Linked DNA regions of Xenopus laevis: region 1 is linked to region 2. A link is a contact called in public Hi-C data. All regions are on one chromosome and are shown on one strand. Each heading gives the region's core, a stretch centred on a gene start, on an enhancer-like site or on the middle of the called end of the contact. The rest is flanking DNA. Distances are from core to core; before and after follow the strand shown. Region 1 overlaps tsen15.S (tRNA-splicing endonuclease subunit Sen15). Region 2 holds the start of apobec4.S (putative C->U-editing enzyme APOBEC-4).

Region 1 (3,179 bases), core at 365-2,864, 68 kb before region 2:
CTCCTGGAACAAACATTTAGAAATCAAGGTGTTCAACCCATGGAAACCTCTAACTTTTTAATGCTCTGTTTATATGGTTTTATAGTTGTAAACTGGATTTATTTACCTAAGGCTTTACCTGCAAAGGAAATAAGCAAAAGCATACAAATGGGTAAATGTAGACACATCAAGGCTTCTGTGTACAAAGTTGGAGTGGCAGCATGATATTAGGAATGTTAAGGAATGGTTAGGGATTAACAGCAGAAAGACATCTCCCTTTCATTGATACACTGTGACTAGCAATTGTACAAATTCAATATGTGTTTATGCAATAACACATTATAAAATTGCACACAGAGTGATCACATATATGTGGCTTTATACCATTCCATTAAGGAAGTCAAACCATGTCAAACCCGGTGACCTATTTGTCTGTTTGTTTACTCATTTATTTGTTTTCTTCAAGTTTATATTTCATCCCTACTCCCCCATATTTCATTTTCTTGTTTAATACATTCACTACTACTGTATCATAATATGTAACTGAAGCATTTGTTTATTCTTTTATATGTTTCTTAAAAAGAAATTTAAAATCAAAAAGAGAGAAAATGACAGCAGGTCATTCCAATATATCAAAAGAAAGGATAAACTGTCTCAATTACTTATATGTGCCAGGGACTGGATCCTGTGGGGTCATTGTTAAAAGCAGTAAATATTACTCTGTATAGGCTATATAAGTATAAAACTGTGTCTCCACAGTACATTGATGTATTTTAGGAATATTGGATTTTTTTGAGGGAGGCTCTGAAATGAATGCAACATGAACTATTATTCTTCAGTAGTAGAATTACAGGTTCTTACAGGGTACACTGACATCAAAAGCAACTCTCTTATCTTCAGTCATTCTGTAGGAACCTTTCTAAATGCACACTTTGCTAACCTGCAATTGGTTATTATTATTAACATGTATTTATAGAGCGGCAACATATTTTGCAGCGCTGGTTGCATACAATTTGATATTGAGCCCTTCCTGGAGCAGTTCTCAGCTGAAATGTGCACCTAGTTGCATTGCATATTAATTGCAGGAATCAGTTTGTTTGTCAACAAGATGAGATGTGCGTGCACACTGCACCTGGAACAGCATAACCCCCTCACATGCAAGTGAGCGTGAGATGTCACAGTTAGCTGCCAATGGTAGGTTCATTTTGGTATGTAATTGCACGGATGTGACAGTTGTCAACACGAAGAATAGCAAGAACCACTAGCTCAAAACTTGTTACAAGTGCCATTTTGTTGATACCACACCTAATGGAATACTAGTGATTTGTTCTAATTGTTCTGCTGTTTGGAGCACACACGTAAATTTCAGATGCAAAATAAAAATTCTATTACACAGCACTGCTGGTACAAAAGACAATGATTCAGAAATTCAATAGAAACTAACCAGGCATGTTATTATTGTTTCCCACGTATGTGTTTCACTACAGAGTAAGAGGAAATTCACCAGTCTTAACCTCTTCTTCTCCACATCTACACAATAAGCATTCTTGCCTTTTTATTCCCCCATACAGAGCAGTCTTTCCCTTGCCTGTACTATTACCCCTCCCAACAGCTGCAACTACAGTTCCCCTAGGCCCTCACATACCCTTCCCTTCTTTAGAATTTGAGCCTGCCCCACCTAGCAACTGTCTCTGAGATCTGGCCTCACTACTTCCACACTCTCAGTCACTATACTGCTCTGCATATGTTCATTAAACAAAAAAGAAAATATTAAAGGAATTTTAACAAACAGAGCAAACCATGTGAAGGGTTTCATTATCTTGCAACTGGACAATCTGTGAGTGTAGTTTGAACTATAGTAGAACTGAATATATAAAACTGGGCTGGCCATGCTCTTGGTGTTTGTATTCTTGCTAAAAAGCAAGAGTCGGTCACTTCTGGTAGTAGCAACTTATTAAACTATAACTGCATGCTACTTCTGGTGTGAGATACAGATCATAAAGGAAGCAGGAAGAAGCACCTGTGTTATGACTCCTTGGTCAGTAGTTCAGACAGTAGTGGGATAGAATCAGATCCCAAGGACTTTATCAAGACTGACTATCAGGTGTTCCCATGACCTTTACTGGTCTGTGTGGCATGTACATGGACAAGAACAAGGTGAAGCAGAGCACACTCTGGTATCTTCACAGAGAACGCCTGGTGCACAGGGTAGAGAGTACGGCAACCCCCAATATATAGTAGAAATAGAAAAACTCTGGCACTCAAGGCAAGTGAAATGCAGGGTTTCCCCTTGCTTTTTATTTCTTGTGAAGACATGCAAGGGGGAACCCTGCATTTCACTTGCCTTGAGTGCCAGAGTTTTTCTATTTCTAATGTACATGGACAACCCAGTAATTCCCAAACTCGGATGGCTCAAAGCAAAGGGAGCCTGATAAATGCACTTTATCCTTGGACCCGCGGCCATTGGTCGATATGAATAGCAAAACTACAGGCCCTTATGTATCCACTCTACTAAATACACTCCTGACAGAGCCATTATATAGTTAATGCAACTTCTATATAGTTAAATCAGGTTGAAAAAAGTCAAAGTCCATCAAGTTCAACCCCTCCAAATGGAAACCCAGCATCCATACACACACCCCTCCATACTTTCACATAAATTATATATGCGAATATCTATAATAACTATAGAGTATCACAATAACCTTTGATATCATGTATGTCCAAAAAATCATCCAAGCCATTCTTAAAGGCATTAACTGAATTAGCCATCACAACATCACCCGGCAGTGCATTCCACAACCTCACTGTCCCGAGTGTGAAGAACCACCTACGTTGCTTCAAATGAAAGTTCTTTTCTTCAAGTCTTAAGGGGTGGCCTCTGGTACGGTGATCCACTTTATGGGTAAAAAGGTCCCCTGCTATTTGTCTATAATGTCCTCTAATGTACTTGTAAAGTGTAATCATGTCCCCTCGCAAGCACCTTTTTTTTTTCAGAGAAAACAACCCCAACCTTGACAGTCTACCCTCATAATATAAGTCTTCCATCCCTCTAACCAATTTAGTTGCATGTCTCTGCACTCTCTCCAGCTCATTTATATCCCTCATAGGCTAGGACTACATGAACGATTTTGGCGCGATCCGATGCGCTGTGACAAAACGCATGCAACAAAAATAAGGTAAGAGATAGAATTGTCGCA
Region 2 (2,864 bases), core at 114-2,613:
CGATAGATGCAATGAACTTGCACCTAAAGAATAAAGCACAAATGTGGTTTTGATGCCAAACACCGGAAATGGCAACTTCCCGACAATGAAAATCATGCTGACACAGCTCCACCTTGTGGCTACAATTATGATTGAATTATAGGAAAAAGTGCAGATATGCAGAGAAAATGTTGCATCAATATAATAAGCCTGATAAACTGTACATATACATTTAATACAGGTTCAGTACATTCTGGTAGATTTTGTTGGCTTGTGTACTAACATGTTGTTAAAATTCACCAGTGCAGTTACCAACCGTAATCAAAAAGAAATCTACTACAAGTTAAAAGTGAAGGTCTTGCTGCTATGGGTAACTACACTGGAGCAATTTTGCACCTATTCCTGAATCTCCATTTATTAGTAGTGGCCTATTTGCAAATGAAATTCACAGTTTAATGTTTAATAACAGTTTAATTAAAAGTTAATTTGGAATCAAACTAACGGAAGGTTGTCACAAGCTGCTAAGAGTTATAGTTTACTTACAAATACTGCCCAATATAGGAAGGCCCTGCTCTTTAGAGACTACAGTGTATCATTTTTTATTCTCTAGAATAGATGACAATGCTGTCATGCTTCATAACCCACAGTGGAAATGCAATAATAGGCTGAGGATACACTGAAGCAAGAAACAGAGTGCATTTTTTGGGCCAGAGGATGTCCAACCCTGACCTGCTGCAGGAAAACTTCTAAATTGGCAGAGCCCAGTCTGTAGGAGTCACAAGAAGATGCTTCATGTAGCTTAATTTTGATGAAATGCCCTGCATTGTCATTGACTTGCACTCTTGGCCAACAAACTCAATCCGAAATTCTATCATTTCAGTTCAGCATTAGTGATGGGCGAATTTATTCGCCGGGCGCGAATTCCCAAGATTCGCCGCCGGTGAATAAATTCGGGAAACCTCCGCTAAAAAAATAGTTTTTTCTGGAGGCCGGCGCATTTTCGCCAGCAAATTTGCACCAGCGTCCGTTTCGATAAAAAACGAGACGCTAGCACCGTTTCGATAATTTTTCGCCTAATTTTTCGGTGAAACGCCCCAAATTCGCCCATCACTATTCAGCATAAATAAGATAAAATGAAATGGATTATAACATCATCTCTTACCTCTAAGATGAAATGGCTACTCCTAAAACCTAGGCCAATTGCAATTGCAAACTGGAGAGCTTTTGAACAAAAAGCTAAATAATTAAAATAAACACACAAAAAAAATCAAAGACCAATTGTAAAGAGTCTCAGAATATAACTCACTAAATCATACTTAAAGTTAATTATAGATGAACAACCCCTTCAAAAGCCCTTAAAAAGGAGGAGGGAAGAAAGAAAGAAAGAAAGAAAGAAAGAAAGAAAGAAAGAAAGAAAGAAAGAAAGAAAGAATTTGGACAATGCATTTCACTAGGGCAAGGATCTGAACTTTTTTTACATAATAAATTACACAATCACATGAGTTATGTGTCTATAATTATTACTGGGACCTGAATCACAAAAGAGCCATTGCTTTATAATAATTGAATTTACTATCCCTAAAGCCTCTCCTTCACTGCTAATCCAGTGTGATAATTATGGGGCAGAAGCTAAAAGGTAAAGAACACTTCAAAGCCTAATAAATGAATGTCTGCTCGCCTGTGCTGGCCTGGGGATGCGCATTCCAGTGGAAATCCCTCCAGCAGTGAATAGAGGGAAAAGGGAGCAGTGCTACAGAAATGTTGCTGCTGAGAAAGTCAAACTAGGTGCATTGTGTAATGTTTGCAAATGTTATTTGCCTGTAAGATTACAACTCCATTTGGCACATCATTAGTTTATAGCTACGGCGTAATGTGGAAATAAGAAATGTGACTCGCAAGACAATTGGGCCACGCCTCACCTTAGGCTTGTATGTACAAACGACTTAGCAACCATTTGATATTGCTTTGTATTGTAAATACAGTATAGTCATGCCCTGTGAGATCCTTTCCTCATATCAAACCCTAGGAACTAACCATTTCCAAGCGCTTTCTCCGTCAAGCATGGTAAGTGTTTTTTGTACTTTTTAATTGCAAAACATTCTTAACAAACCACACAAGTTACTGTGAAATTGGGATTAACAATCGTTTCAGTTACATAGTTAGATCCAACCAATGAAATTTCTTTGATTTCCTGCAATTCTTGCCTCCTTATATCCTTAGCTCAGTCCATTATTACATTTCACTGTGGGTTATAAAATAGGAATATTTAATAAAGAGGGTAGGGCATTGGTACCTGGAGACAATGTTAGTGTAAGCTCTAATGACCGTGACCTTCCTGTTTCAGGCAGTGTTTGTATGTAATCGGAATGTTTCATGGGTACAAATAATTGATAATAATTAGAAAATTATATCTATTAATGTATTTTAGCAGAAGTGCATATCAAACAACTTCCATAGAACATAGGCTCTTGTTTAGATTAAAAAAAAAAAATATATATATATATATATATATATATATATATATATATATATATATATATATATATATATATATATATAAATCTAAACAAATCCAAAAAATCATAGATGCACACTGGGTACGTTTAAGGTTAAAACTTTTATTTTTTTTACATATTTAAAAATAGGTATAAATATATATATTTATATATAGGTATGGGACCAATCCAGAATGTTTGGGGCCTGGGGATTTCCGGATAACAGATCTTTCCAAACCTTAAGTTTACTAGAAAATCATTTAAACATCAAATAAGGCCAATCAGCTGTTTTTTTGCCTCCATTAAGGATTAATTAAATATTAGTTTGGATCAGATCAAGTACAAGGTACTGTTTTATTATTACAGAGAAAAATGAAATCATTTTTAAAA

Evidence for each region. A called contact is a pair of places that touch in the nucleus more often than the background predicts.
Region 1: a contact with region 2 is called in a Hi-C map of the XL177 cell line, with 2.6 times the contacts expected there. The contact joins the enhancer-like site here to the promoter of apobec4.S in region 2. A contact is called at or near these places in 3 of 4 Hi-C or Micro-C datasets (the XL177 cell line, the XTC cell line and animal cap).

Annotation. Positions count from the first base shown.
Region 1 is chr4S:98,947,151-98,950,329 of Xenopus_laevis_v10.1, reverse strand. All of the region lies in intron 2 of tsen15.S (tRNA-splicing endonuclease subunit Sen15), which reads right to left. Among protein-coding and RNA genes, the nearest start is that of tsen15.S, 6.6 kb to the right of the region's middle. Within about 2 kb of position 1,614, at least 1 of the 7 cell types and tissues checked has an H3K27ac peak or open chromatin away from gene starts, as enhancers often do.
Region 2 is chr4S:98,879,089-98,881,952 of Xenopus_laevis_v10.1, reverse strand. It overlaps apobec4.S (putative C->U-editing enzyme APOBEC-4), which reads left to right and starts at 1,363. Exons shown (of 2, transcript XM_041561619.1): 1 at 1,363-2,043.